2 separate regions of the Mus musculus genome follow, and region 1 is linked to region 2. The links are chromatin contacts, called in public promoter capture Hi-C maps. All regions are on one chromosome and are shown on one strand. Each heading gives the region's core, a stretch centred on a gene start, on an enhancer-like site or on the middle of the called end of the contact. The rest is flanking DNA. Distances are from core to core; before and after follow the strand shown.

What was found. Promoter capture Hi-C pulls out the DNA fragments that hold promoters and counts their contacts.
Region 1: a promoter capture Hi-C map of stem cell-derived epiblast-like cells shows a contact between it and region 2, with 2.7 times the contacts expected there. The contact joins the promoter of Ccdc121 here to the promoter of Ephx1 in region 2. A contact is called at or near these places in 2 of 39 promoter capture datasets (HPC-7-derived erythroid cells and stem cell-derived epiblast-like cells), 1 of 115 datasets of contacts at active chromatin or transcription factors (pancreatic cancer cells) and 1 of 9 other capture datasets (macrophages).

What each region holds. Positions count from the first base shown.
Region 1 is chr1:181,508,827-181,516,503 of GRCm38.p6, forward strand. It overlaps Ccdc121 (coiled-coil domain containing 121), which reads right to left and starts at 2,625. Exons shown (of 1, transcript NM_207280.3): 1 at 807-2,625. The coding sequence starts at 2,559. The coding sequence ends at 1,588.
Region 2 is chr1:181,015,879-181,023,187 of GRCm38.p6, forward strand. It overlaps Ephx1 (epoxide hydrolase 1, microsomal), which reads right to left and starts at 1,691. Exons shown (of 9, transcript NM_010145.3): 1 at 1,549-1,691.

The sequences.
Region 1 (7,677 bases), core at 1,375-3,874, 490 kb after region 2:
CACAGTCAACACAGGTACGTTTTGATGGTTCAGGAAGGCAGGGATTGGCAAATTGCTACTGCTCCTGTAAATAAAATCTTATCTTAACAGACTGACCTGATGTGTCTTGTGGCTGTTTTACCCTGTGGGGCTGAACTGACAACCCCATGGAATCCACAGGAAGCACAAGGCCTCATATTTGTATTCTCCAGGCCTATAGGGAAAAGATTGCCTCTCTCAGCTCTAGAGGCAAGAAGCAACCTGTAGCGGTCCATCAAGTCTGCCCATTGGTTAGACAACATAAAAATGGCTCTAGGCACGAAGGAAAAAGATCTGAAGTTGGCCTCGAAGCTCAAGGTGAGCTTATAATACTTATTCCATGAGAAAAGAATGAAGTGTAAGAATGCTTTAAAGATAACAGCCTTTGGTCTGTGGACTCTCCTTTACAAACAGTAGGCAGGGGTGGCAGTGGAGATGGGGGGACTGGATTGGCACTGTGACAATTCCCCTGACACACGGCGTCCCTTTCTACCTTTCAGTTGTCTGTGTTCAGTTTCAGTCCAAAACAAAATGGAAAATTCTGGAAGAATGCAATTCATATATTTTGTGTGTCTGAGTAGTGTTGTGAGACCTTGTACCATGCTGGCATCACATAAGGGTCACAAATCATCCTTGCCCAGTGCGTCCATGCTGTATACACTACCCACCTGTTAGCCAGTGACATAGTGGCCTGACCCCAAGTCAGGATGCTTACATTATTTACCAGGTGTACATCATCACATGCATGTTCTGTCATTTCAAAGGGGTGGCAATAATACCATAAAATATTGAGGGATATAGTATTTTTATTACATTAATAAATCTGGGGAGCATTAAGAACTAATTACAGTTAAATTTTGTTTTTAACAACCCTGTTTAATGGCAAAGTATATATATTCGCCAACAATGTTAAAAGTAGATGATAAGGCACATTGACAAGCTAAGTTACCCTTTAATCCTGTTGTTTTTTTTTAACTGTTTTACACATAAATAAAGCTAAACAGTTACCTTGAAGTTTTCATTGCCAAAAATTTCTGAGAAACATGAAGCTGGCTATGTTTTTCCCCATGCAGGGGCATGACCCAAAAACAAGGCTATTCTTCCAGACCAGAGCCCACAGTTCAACAAAAACAGTTCATCACAAATGCAAACCTGAAACCCTTCTAAACCAACAAACCCCTACAATTTAAAATAAGATTCTTATTTGCTTCAAATGGCCCAAAATACATAGAACATGTAAGCTATACACTATACTTTGTGGACTGCAGAGTACACATTAAGAAAAAAAAAGTGTGGTAAAATACATGTCTTAACTAGGTACTCTGAGAATTTCAAATGCTACTATAAAAATGGGTGGTATAACCCGTTAAAAAGTTTTCCAAGTGTTCTAAATCTCCGGAATCTACAACAGCCCCAGGGACACAGACAGTGAGGATGTGGGTCCCAGACAAGGAGCACGACCCCATGCTGCAACAACTGCCCTTCCTGAAAGTGTGTTTCTATTTTCCACGAAGGATACTTTTTGGCTTGTAGATTATTCCCTGCGCCTCAATTCAGTTGCAGTAGCTGTTACTTTGAACTTGCTTTTGATTTGGTGCTCAGCATGGTCTTTGAAGCTCTCTGTTCCTTGAGGCGTGGGTTATGACCACGATGATGGCGCTCGCGTTCTGCCTGCAGCCGCTGCCGCCCTCTGGTCAAGGCTTCTAGGTACCACTGCTGCTCCTTCGCCAGCTGCCGGTGCTTTTCCAGCTGGCTCCTCACAGCATCCAACCTGCCGTACTCCTGGCTCAGTTGCTGAAGCTCCTTGCGTAGCTGCTGGTTCTCCCTGTGGAGACTGCCACAGAACTCAGAATGAGCCTGCTTGGCTGCTAGCGCCAAGGCCTTGTACTTCCTCGTAAGCCCCGTGGTGTTGATCTGCCCCAGCTCCATCAGATGCCACTCTTGCAGCTCCTTCTCCATCAGTGCCTTTTCCCGCAGGAACTGGAAGTGCGCCTCCCGGTCCTTGGTCGCAGTCTCACTTCGGACTTTCTCTTGCTCCTTCTCCAAGGTCTGTATTTTCACGTCCTGGCCCTCCTTTATCTTGTAAACTGGCTTCAGTGCCTGCAACTGCTGCTTCAAATCCTTCTGGGTCTTTCTGCCCTGCAGGAGCTGGGCTTGAAGAGCTGCGTTTCTCTGGTTGTATCTGGATGCCAATTCTTGTCTCTCGCGTTCTATCTCGCCACATTCTTGGACGTACTGCTTCCACAGCTCCTCCTGTTTCTTCTCACACTGTTCCTTATTTTTACGCAGGTATTCCATGAAAAGCTGGTTTTCAGCCTGCACACGGTATTTTTCCTCTAGTAGCTGCCTGCTGTCCTTCAGCAGCCTTTCCCGCCGGCATTTGGTTTCTTGGATTTGCTGGCTCAGCTCCTTCATCGCCACCACTGTCTTCCTTTTTACCCGTTTCTCCAAGCTCGTTAGCAACTTTGGCTTGAGATATGTATTTAGAATAGTAAGGTGTGGTGTTGGCGGGGGTGCATCTCCAGGGCTCTGGGCAAGCATACTCCTTGAATCCCCAGGTCAAGGAGAGTGACTGCAAGAGAGCATGGGATGGTGGTTTGTTGTTTCAGGGCACAGAGTCCTGAGCAAATGTTCCCAAGGTTTCTCCCTCTGGTGGTCAAGGCGACCAAGCGACACTCAGCCTGCCAGGAAGTCAGAGCAGGTCAGAGGCTGTCCAGGGCTTTTCTGACTCTCTTTCCTTTTTGTTAAACAGTCACACTGTTTGTTGTCCAAACCAGTGCCAGGAAGTCCAGACAGGTGTCAGAACAGCATATGTCCTCCCTTCATAACGAGGAGGGTAGAGAAAACAGACCTGCTTGACTTTTAGAGTTTGTCAACATACTCAGCCTGGATTCCAAGTCCGGGCCTCACCACGCAGTGCATGAGGTGGCTGAAGCTGAGAGGGGTTTTAGGCCAGGCCTGTATGAGCACCGATGACCCAGCACCAGTAAAGTCCATATAGAACATCTAAGGTGATTTAGGACAATCATCACTCAAGATTTCTGAACCAGGGGTAAGAGTCCAGAGAATTGGTTTCTGTGGATATATGACTGCAGTTTTAAGGACTACCCGCTAATTGCCTTCTCCCCACTCACAAAGAAACCCTCTGTCCAATCCTCAGAAAGCTCTGAGCCTAAGTGGGGGTCCTTCAGATGCTAAGGTGGCTAAAAGGCCTACCCAGCCTCTGGCAATCGACTGTGCATGGAATGTCCATGTCTTCTGCCTTCTCTTGGTGTGTATAGTCTACATCAGGGTGTCGGGGGCTCTTTCTGCAGACCCAGTTCCTAGTGGGGCCAAAGTTAAGGGCGACTGCAGAGTCTTCTGTATGCTGTTCAGTGTCTCAATCCTTGAATACAGATAAGATCTCTTAGAGTTCATGAAAGGATGTGGAAGCTCTAAGAAGTAACATCTTCGTCCAGGACTATAGGTAGTTGGATCTGTCGGGCCCCCTGACCCCTGACCCCTGACCCCCGACCCCTTTGGCTCCCTTGGCAAGACTGTTATACTCTCCCAGAGAGTGATTCCCTAACTGCCCAAGGATTCTTCCAGTGATGGTTTCCCAGACTGCTCCCTTGAGATTCTGATTTGGGTGTTTTGGAGAGGAAAGAGGGATCTGGGGTTAATGCAATGATTCTTGCCATCAGAGTTTGACAAACACAGCGGTCATATCCCCTCACACCACAGCTCCCCTCACCCCATGGCCCCAAGCTGGAACTCAGCCTGTGCCGGATGCCTTGAAGATATGAAACCACGGGGCTTCTATAATCACTGTCCCCATGAAATCTAAATATAAGAAGACACAATGCCCATGTTGGGTAATAGCTCTGCTTCTATAGGCTCTGCCTTGATTTCCTGGAGATTCAGGATGTGAGACACAGACGAGTGCCCATAACTGGTATAATTGTGCTAACTCATCTGTTGGAGATGGGCTTTCGCAGATGCCAGCTGCGAAAAAAAGCCCAAATAAACCAAAAGAGCCTCAGCATGACAGTACAATCGAGTTCTCTGGCCGCCAGACTCACACACTGGTGATTAGCTGGAGACAGCTGCAGACAAGGTAGCGCAATAATGATCCAGGATGGGCGGGGCAAGGTGCAGGAGCGTAGGCTGTCTCCCAGGCCACGAGGGACGGTACACAACCATGGGGCCACCCAGAGCATCGAGGCAGATGACTTTAAAAGCCTTCAACTTAAGTTTAGAGAGAAAACTATGGGAAGTCCTTCATGCCGAGGCAATCACAAGGATTAAAAGAAAACTGCAAAGTAAATCTACCCAGACACAGCAAACCTTTTTCTGAAATAAAATAGAGAGGTGGGGGTTTATCTAATGTTCTTAATGGGCACACAAACATTGAAAGTTTCGTTCCTGGTTGTCTGGGATGAAAATGTCTGGTCCTACAGTTAGCCCTTTCTGTTGAGGTTGGTTTGCTCTAATAATTCTTTTTAATGATCTCAGGTCTTTTTATTTAGAAGATGTGTCTGTTAGAAGAGTCTGGTTCAAATGTGTATGATAAACGTATATAAATAATAAAATAGGTTTAAAAAGGGTGAAGTCCCCAGCTAGGGAGATGGCTCAGTGAGCTTGCTTCCTGTGTGAGCGTGAGGAATGGGTTTGGACCCCCAGAACCTACATGAAAGCCTGGTATAACTGCACACATCTGTAACCTTAGTGCTGGGGCTACACTGGATAGCTGTTGGTGGAGACGGGCAGCTTCTGGGAGCTTGTTGAGCACCAATCTACCTGAAACTGAGTTCTGTGTTCAGTGAGAGGCCATGTCTCTAAATAATATACACAAGAATAGTGCAAAACACCTGACAGCAACCTCTGGTCTCCATACCTGTACACACACACACACACACACACACACACACACAAGTGCACACACACACACATGCACACACATTCATGTCACACACACATGCCTGTATACTCACATATATATATACACACATGTGCATACACACATGTCACACATATACACACACACACATACACACACACCTCTGAGGGATGACCTAGAGCAAACATGGCTGGTCATAGTTTCAAGGACTCAGGCTCCTGTGTATCTTCTGCCCCACCCCACCCCACCCCACCCCGTTCTCTGCCACCATGCTCACCTATTCCAAAAGATGGGGAGAAAGTGGCCAGGGACACTTACCTGCCATCCTCTAAGGGCATTGCCTGGAAGTCACTTTGGGACACTTCTGACCCCATGGCTACATGGCAAGGAAAGATGGATATGCACGTATATCGTTAGAGAGTGGTAATCCTGACAAGGCTGATGGCTTTGAGCTCCATCTCTGAATCCACATGAGGGAAGGAGGTGATCAACTCCTACAAGTTGTCCTCTGACCTCCACCCATGTGCCATGGTATATATGTCACACATACACACACACACAGAGTAAATACATAGTTTTAAAAAGGATTGATTATATTGCTGTGTTAGGTAGGACTGGGGTGACCACAAGGATCTTGGGATAAGCTTCCCTTTTCTGTCTTCTCTGACTTGGGGCACATGAGGATAAAATGTTCTTCCCTGACTTCATTCAGCCATTGTACCCCGATGCTACCTCCTACCAGGTATCATGGAAAAGCTGTGCCCAGTGAGACCGTAAGTCCTTCCTGGGTCCCACGGGCATGTTACTCCCAGATCCAGGAAGGAAGCACACCCTTGCCCACTGTCAGGAACATTCTGGAAGATGGACATTTCCTGGTAGTCCAACCAGGAGCTCTATTGTTGATTCTACTGTTGGGCTCTGCCCACATGAACATTTCCCATCATGCTATGGATCTTATACTCCCGCTATGACAGACATTGTTCCACCCATCATCTTTGGTCCAGAGTTCAAAGTTGATCATCTAACTACTGTCAGTGGCTCTAAGGACGCACTAGGATGGGATGGCTATGGGGTGAGATCGCCAGCTCAAGGGATAGAATTTTCAGATCAGTAGTACATTCAGTAGGGATTTGCTCCATGCCCTTTGAGAGGGAGATGGACTTGTCATACCCATTTTTTAGATGAGGAGACAAAGACTTGAGACAGCTACTTGTTCAATGTGAACCCATAGAAAGTGATACAGTCCGCTTTCAGGTGTCAGACCCTTCTCACTCCAGAGAGGGCTCACATTACCCACCCTGTGCCCTCTGAGCTTCCAAGGAACTCCCCAGATACACCCATCAGTGCAGCACACTTCCTGATGCTCTTCACAGCCAGAGGAAGCCAGAGCAGACTATGAACACAGCAAGAACAGCGAGCTTCCTTTTGCTCTGCCTATGGGAACTGAGCAAGGCAGAGGACTTCCATGCCACACAGATCCTGGCCAATTGCTCCAAAGCAGGGTCTGCCAAGTGGCAGCCTGCAAGTGGCAACTAGGTCTTTCACTTTAGAGTCCTACCACTCTCTGTGCATTTAAGCAGTTACAAGTGGCGCTAAGGAGCCAGCAAGAGTGCCGAGTAAGAAATAATTTATTCCCTTTTCCAGAAGCTGAGGCTAGCACCTCCTCAATGACAAACAATCTCTTCCCACAGGGACAAATTGCAAAACTCAGCATCCTAATGAGTGGCCTGCTGGGGCATCATTATTAATTCTTGTCTTGTGAAGCCAGGAGAAAGGTCTTATTCTCAGACATAGTCCCCAACGCTGGGTCCCTGGGGACACCAACCACCCAGCTACCTAGGAATATTTTTCTGGAGCTGTCAGAAAAGGGTTGACTTGGAAAACCATGTGGCACTTTATTTGTTTGCTCTTCTGTATTTTAATTTTTGACATCTGGGTTATGTAGCCATCTGGCTCATTGTCTCAGGACCACCTTTGGGTGGCTCCACCAAATTTAGACCAGTGCGGTAGATTCCATTGTAAGACCCCCCACTCTAGTCTCGGGAGGGAGAGAGCACCCAAAGAAACACGAGAATCCATTGCTGTAATCACATGAGGCAGTTTAATGACGGAGCTCCTGACCGACATGCATCTCACACAGGAGATAACGGATGTCGGCCACGAGACTTGGAAGGTAGGGGTTTTTATGGGGTAAGGGGCTTAGGGGTGTGGAATTCAGCATAGCGACACACTATTGGCTTATTCAAACATTAACAGAAAGATTACATGTCAGCAAAAGGGCATCAGAACTTTGTTCCTGTGGGCTGGGGGCTTATCTTTGTACACATAGCAACCAGTTGATGTATGACTTGGCGTCGAGGGGCAGTAGACAGAGGGGAGGTTCCGGCCAGGTGGTGTTGACTCAGACAAGATAGCCCTGCTTGTCCTTGTTTTCTTTTTCATCTTTACAGTCAAGCTGTTCTTAGGAATGTCTTAACAACAGCCCTGCCTGTTCTGCTTTGTTCTCAGCCCCAGGCCCCGGGCTCATAGACAACTCTTTTACATGAATCACAAGTTACAAAATCTCATTTTCCTTCACCATCAGAATGAGAGCTTTCAATGGCAGTTCTTTTGTCTCAATCAATTTCTCTGCATGTTTCAGATTGTTTAGAAAGGGGTTGGGGGAACAATTCATTGCTTGGGAGATAACACACTTCACATCCTGGAATAGGACTCTGATTTTTCCACTCTCTGCACAGAGGTAATACAGTAAACAAAATATCGAGTGTCACACATTCCTA
Region 2 (7,309 bases), core at 441-2,940:
GCTCTAGTTGGGCTCTGGGCAGAAACTGGACCCCAGGGGTCTGGTGGAGGCTCTCACCCTTTCACTAAAAATCCCTCCCTCTGTTCCCCATGCATTTCCCTCTCAGTTCATCTGGGCAGCAGGTGTGTAAGGCACAGCCAAAGGCTGGTGCAGTCACACCAGATAACATGGGGATTAGGGATGGTGCTGAAGGTCACCCAGCTGACTCCAGGAGCACCCGAGGGTCTAGGGAAATCTTGTTTTCTTGGTCGGAGGGGCAGCTGAAAGCTTGGAGCCTCCTCACTGACTCTGGTCTCTCTTCCAGAGGGCAACTGAGGACATAAAAGCCACCCACAGCAGGCGCACCTCTGCCTCAGGGCCTTTGCATGTTCTCCTCAGCCTTGTGCAGCTGGATACTGAGTAGTGAGGCGCACTCCTGACCCTCCTGACCCTCTGGAGTGTGAAAGTGTGGCCTCTTCCTCTCTAGTCAACAGTCCTGCTCCCTCTTTATGACCTCCTATTTCCTACAGCTCACAAATATAATTTATATTTTACAAAGATATGTTTATTTATTATGTGGTGTTGGGGATCTGACCCAGGACCTTGAATTTTGTTTGTTGTCTGCATTCAAAAGCTCCCAGAGCCCATGAGAACACATTCCCTGCTATCCCCAGGGTGGGTGGGTGGGGGGCAGTGTCTGAACAGTCAGTCCGTGTCGTTGAGCACGGTTGCACTGAACATACTTCTTTAGGGACACAGGAAGCCCTCACGTGGCCCGCCTGGTGTGGGTATTAGGGAATGGAAAGTCTTTGCTGAACACGCCCACGTTTTTGTTCCACCCTTCCCCCCAGCCCCCTCAGCTTCAAGTCTTGTGTGAAGTCAGACCACGCACAGCCAGTGAAAGCCTCCACTTGAGGGAGGAAGTCACTGTCACAGTAAAAACAATGTGAGCCTCTGGGGCTCTGCGACTTTAAAAAAAAGATCAGGCCGAAATCGGAGGCAGAGAAGCAAATGTCGCAGATGTCCATCTCTACAATCCTGCCAGCAGCACAGAATGCCAGCAAAGGCACAGCCCTACTGTCAACGCGCATGCATACATACCGGATCCCTCCACCTCCCTCCTGATCCCGCCAACCAGATGCCAGAAAGGCTATCCAGACTTCTGGCCGCCGGAAGTTTAAATGACGGGAGGTGCAGACTGGAGAAGTTAAAATTAAGAGTCACTTGGACGGCGCCCTCAGCTACCTGGATTGGCTCAGGTGCCTGGGCAAGTAGCAAGCCTGGAACCCAAGGGACAAACATGCATGGGGGGGCGGGCGGGCGGGGAAACCAGGGGGCTGAGGAGCCAGCATCGCTGTCAGGCGCAGCACCCACCCCTTGCTTCCGAAGCGCAAGCAAGGGGTTGACGCCCCTGGAAGAGGATGGAGCATCAGATGCAGGACTAAGAAGCATGGCCTATTGCACGCCTGGATCGGTCTTAGGATAAGGGGAAGCGCATTTAGCTGCGGGAGATACGCGAAGCCCTCGCAACTCTCACGCTGGAGTGCCGCTGCTGTCCCCGGAGCTTACTGTCAGGGTCGCTCTCGGGTTCCTACTCCCGCGGCGGCTGGTGTGCAGTTCCTCCACTCTCAAACTCCTCTTGAGCCTCTTTGCCTGCTGCTGAGCTGGTGACACCAGCTGCCTGTTAGCCCCGCCCCCACTAGCCCCGCCCAGGCCTTGGCCCCACCCCCGAGTTGGCTGGTTGGCCAAGGCTAGCTGAGCATCTAGCTAAGGTGTTTCACCTATTCTGGCAAAGTCTGCTGTTCTGAACAGGGTATTGGCAGTTTAAACTCTGCAGTCTGTGGACTCTACACACAAGAGCCCAAGCTGGCCTGGTGCTACAGCCTTCCTCTCACCTTCCTAGCAGTTCGTTGTAACCATTTTATAAGCGAACCAGTCAGTGAGCAAACATCTGGGGATAAAGCTTGAGGGTAGAGTGTCTCGCGTGGGCAAGGCGCTGGAGTTCATTCCCAGAACCACAAATAAAATAGTGAAGTGTGGAATGAACACACAAACCTGAAGTTTGTCGTTAAGTGCACCCTGTGAGGCTGGCTGATCTGAAGCCCAGGAGGCATGGACACCAAGCAGAGGCCAGCACAGGGAGGAGGGAGAGAGCGCTGCCTAGCCAGCAAGCAGGAGTAGGACAACCACAGTTCCTGGCACCCTTGGGGCTAACCTGCTCTCCATTAGCCAGCCTGCCCAGTGCCCTGTCTTTACCCCCGCGGCCCTCCTAAGACTCGCCTAGAACCTTCTCAGGCTTCAGCAGCCACACAGACAAGATGACCAGGCACACCACTGTGAGGGCCTAGCAGTGCCTGCCGCGGGGTCCAGGTTTATCATCCTACACACATGTGAAGCGTAGGGATCCTATTTTCACCTCTCACCTCTGATCTCCAGCCTCCTTCGCTGCTCATCATGGCCCAAACCCTCTCCGTTCTAACGGAGAGCCGGTTTCTCTCCAGTGAACACATTCAACTCATTCCTGCCTCCGTGGAACTCCTGGATAGTGTGTCCTCAATCCTCTCTGGGAACCTGGGATTTCCAGGTACTGCAGCTCCTTCCCCTCCCCAGCACACCGTTTGCACACCTGCCGTCCTCCTCTGCAGTGTATAGTCCAGGCTTGTTTCATAGCGCCCTCTAAACTGTTCCCACAGGAGCGCTGCCTCCAGCCATTCAGCAAAGCAGTAAACGTATTGTTCTTAACAAAGTGTAGATGGAAACATTCTAATGTGCTGGGCAATGGTGGCTACACCTTTATTCCCAGCATTCCTTGAGTAGGAGCCAGAGGCAGGCAGATCTTTGACTATGATGCCAGCCTGGTCTACAGAGAAAGTTCCAGGACAGCCAGGGTCACACAGAGAAACCCTGTCTTGAAAAAGAAAGAAAGGGGCTGGTGAGATGGCTCAGAGGTTAAGAGCACCGACTGCTCTTCGGAAGGTCCTGAGTTCAAATCCCAGCAACCACATGGTGGCTCACAACCATCTGTAATGGGATCTGATGCCCTCTTCTGGTGTGTCTGAAGACAGCTACAGTACTTACATATAACAATAAATAAAAAAAATTACATTGTCTCAAAAAATAAGAAAATAACTAAAAATAAAAAAAAAAGAAAGAAAGAAGAAAAGAAAAGAAAAGAAAAGAAAAGACAAAACCATAACACTAGTTGCTGGTGATGGATGTATCATCCTGTGAATGTGATAAACCTACTTGTCTTAGTTAGGTCTCCTACTGCTAAGATAAAATATCGTGATCAAAGCAGCACAGGGAAGAAGGGATTGGTTTCAGCTGGAAACTCAGACACACTCCATCCCTGAGGGAAGTCAGGACAGAAACTCAGGACAGGAACCTGAAGGCAGGAACTGGACCAGAGGGCACTGTTTCTGGCTTGCTCTTTATGGCTTGCTCAGCCTGCTTCCTTACACAGCTAAGGACACATCTGTCCAGATGGCTGGTGGGCTGGGTCCACTCATATCCATCAATCACTAATTAACAAAATGTTCCACGTTAGCATTTTTTCTAGGCTCTGCCCCACAGTTACCTGGCAACAACCAGGTATGCCTGACTCAGTATCAAAGAGGCTGTCTGGCCCCTCCTCACCCTCTTACTCCTTTACCCTCTTACCTAATCTGTCCCTTCTCTCCCCATTCCCTTCCCCTTCCCACGTGCTCATGGCCGCCCTCTACTCCTCTCCTTTCTCTCTGTCTCTCTCTGCCTTCCTCTCTTTCTACTCCCTCAATTCCCCTCCCCATGCCTTAAATAAACTCTCTTCTATCCTATACCTGTCGTGTGGCTGGTCCCTCAGCATGGTCCTGCAGAGGCATCCCTTCTCCTGCACTGTACCTCACTCTACAAACACATCCCTGGCTTCCTTTTCTGTTTTATAAAACACAACCCCCCACAGCCTTACCTATAGGCCAATCTAACAGAAAGAAAGAAAGAAAGAAAGAAAAAAGAAAGAAAGAAAGAAAGAAAGAAAGGGAGAAAGAAAAAGAGAGAGAGAAAGAGAGAGAGAGAGAGAGAAAGAAAGAAAGGGAGAAAGAAAGGAAGAAAGAAAGGAAGAAAGAAAGAAAGAAAGAAAGAAAGAAAGAAAGAAAGAAAGAAAGGAAGAAAGGAGAAAGAAGAAAAAGAAGTAAGAGGTTGATTCTTGGCACATACTTTAGAGCACCCAGGCAGCTCTGTCTGGGTCACCCTGTGCAGGGCTGGTGGGAGGCATGGAAACTGTATAAGAGGTGAGAGATCTGCAGGTCATGCCCCTGAAGGGAATCACAGGACCCCAACCACACCCCTGTTCATACCACCAAATTCCCTGGCTATGGGTTGAACATTCCCCCCCCCCCAGTGTCCGTTTCTGCCATATTGTGTCACCACAGGCCTCCAAGCAGGGCCACCAGATGCAAACCCGAGATCTCTAAGATCCCATGCCAGGACAAACCTGATTTCCTTATAAACTGGTTACTTCAAGTCCTTGTGATTGGAAGGGAAAGCTGACTCTCACACACAATCTGGTCCGAAAGAAACTTGGGACAAGTGGCTATCTCGAGTGTCTATGAGCATACCAAAGTGTAAGCTGGCCTCCAGACTCCCTTAGGGTCACAGGACCTGTTAGAGTCCATGCAGGTCTCTTCTCAATTCTTCTCATACCCTACCCTAACCAGCTCACGGGCTCCCTCCCCACAGCCGCTCATTCCCTTGCAAAGGCTCTGTACTCTGACTCCTCTCCTGTCTTTCTTTCCTGTTAGGCTCTTTCTCCACCCCACCCCCTTCTCATGGCCAAGTCCACTCTGCTGGCCATGCTCAGTTTACTTTTTCTCTCTGCTCTGGATTCATCCGGGTGCCTCTGGCTGTCCTTTCTCTCCCTTATACATACGTACAACAAGAACCTTCCACTTAGCCATTCACTGGAGCAGTCATGTTGTCTGTTCACACGTCTCCTGCTGGAAGCCCTCAGTTCACACACACAGCAACTCTGAAAAGCACGTGGGTAACAGGATAAAAATTGCAGAACCGCTCTTGGTTCTCCCATTCCCTAAAAGAAAGCCAGGCTAGTATGGTTCAGTGGTGCTGACTCGTAATTCTAGATGCCTGGGCACTGACTCAGGAAGATCACAAATTCAAGGCCAGCCAGAATCTAATCAGTGGAAAGATTAAGAGATCCTAGAGCTAGGACTGGGGGTTGTGATCTGTAATCCTAGCATGCAGGAGGCTCAGGTCTCAAAAGATAAAGGTATTGAGGCCAACATGAACTAAACAGGGATAGATTCTGTCTCAAGAAACCCAAAGCCACCAAACAAATTTAAAATTTTTATTTAAAAATGTATGTGTATGAAGAGGGTGTCACATCCCCCTAGAACTGGAGTTACAGATGTTTGTGAGTCACCATGTGGGTGCTGGGAATTGAACTCTGAACCTTGGCAAGAACAGCCAGTGATCTTACCTGCCCAGCCATCTCTCCAAACAAACACATTCTAAAAACCTCAAACCCCAGACATCCAAGTCTGCTGTGCTGTTTCCACAGTGACTCTGATTCCCCAGCTACTGATGGCAGGGCCTATCACTCATAAAGTTCAGTGAAGTGTAAAATGCAATTATTTGTGAAGCAGCCATGATGATCCTTCATTTCCCGATGGCAGGGTGGGCAGAACAAGGTTTCCTCCTGCGTTCTGTCCATGGCAGTGTTTCATGGCAGACTGAAACCCCTGAGGCATGCAGAGTGCTGCTTTCTCCCCTTGAGCCGGGCATTGAAAGAGTGGCAGAAATATAAGGTGATGGATGCCACCTTCTCCCTAGAAGTTACTGTAACGACCTTGGCGTGCTGCCCATCAGGAAGGTGCCTTAGCCACGTGTGTGCAATCCATGAGGTTGAATCCCAACCGTCAGGAGGAAGAGGCAGGTGGATTCCTGTGAGTTCAAGACCAGCCTGGTCTACACAGTAAGTTCCAGGACAGCCAGAACTACATAGAGAAATCCTGTCTTAAAAATACAAAAAGAAGGAGCTGGAAAGATGGCTCAGCTGTTAAGAGCACTGACTGCTCTTTCAGAGGTCCTGAGTTCAAATCCCAGCAACCACATGGTGGCTTACAACCATCCATAATGAGATCTGACTCCCTCTTCTGGAGTGTCTGAAGACAGCTACAGTGTACTCACATACATAAAATAAATAAACCTTATAAAAAGAAAGAAAAAGATGTTTTAGTGTTCTTAATTAGTTTTATGTACTTAAAGGGATTCTGACTCTATGTACTATGGTATGTACTCTTGTACCTTAGAACCCTAACTAAATATTAGGCAAATGAAGTATATTGAAACTATACTTTTGGCACCAGGCTTAGGAACAGGACTCTGTGCGTGGTGCAGCTTCCAGAACCACGGAGATGGGATGGCTCCCAGCCTTTCCCTCATCTCTCTCCAACTGGCTCTGCAATCCTAACCTACAAAAGTCTGTACGGGGCCTGGGGGAGAGGCTCTGCTCTTCTGCAATGAAGGTTGCTCACTGTCCTGGAGATTCCTTGACTGTAGGGGGAGCTGCTGAGTTTTGAATCCTCTGTGTCACTAACCTGCTGAACCACACACTTGTCCTGTAGGTGTCTCCACCTCTCCATCCTCCACACAGGGTGCCCCTGGTGACAAGTGGGGTGGCAGAATGTGTAGAACACCAAAGACAGAGGAGCTTGCTGGGATCCTGTAGAGGGCTTTGTTCAGGGATGACTGGTGGGCAGGGAGAGGCAGAGCCTGAGGCTGGGTCCTGAAAGGGGAGGTGGGGGGCTCACCTCTGCAGGCCTTCATTCTGTAGGTGGTGGTGGTCCAGGTTAGTTCAGGTGGAGAACTTCTCTAAGATGTAGGCAGCCAGGCCCATGGGAGAGTTTTTCAGAGCACAGCCTGGATGGGAGGAGCAAGGAAAGGGATTCAAGCCTGGCCCTAGTGAGATTCTAGGATGGAGATGTAGTGCTGGACCAGAGTAATGCCAGGGGCAGAAGCCCTGTTTCCAGCACAGCCCTCCCATATGCCCCACATCTGGAGCCCTTGTAATATCATCTGGTAAAAGGGTTCAATTTTCCTCATTATATCATGGCTCACTCACTTTAAGGAAAGTTATTTTTTAAACTGAAGGGCAGATGACTTTGGCTTTCTTGAGGTCCAAATGAGAAAATGCACACACACACACACACACACACACACACACACACGTTAACCTGCACGTATACACTCATACACTCACATGAACTTACACAAACAGGCACAAAGACACACACATTCACATGAACTGACACATACACACATACTCTCGAACACT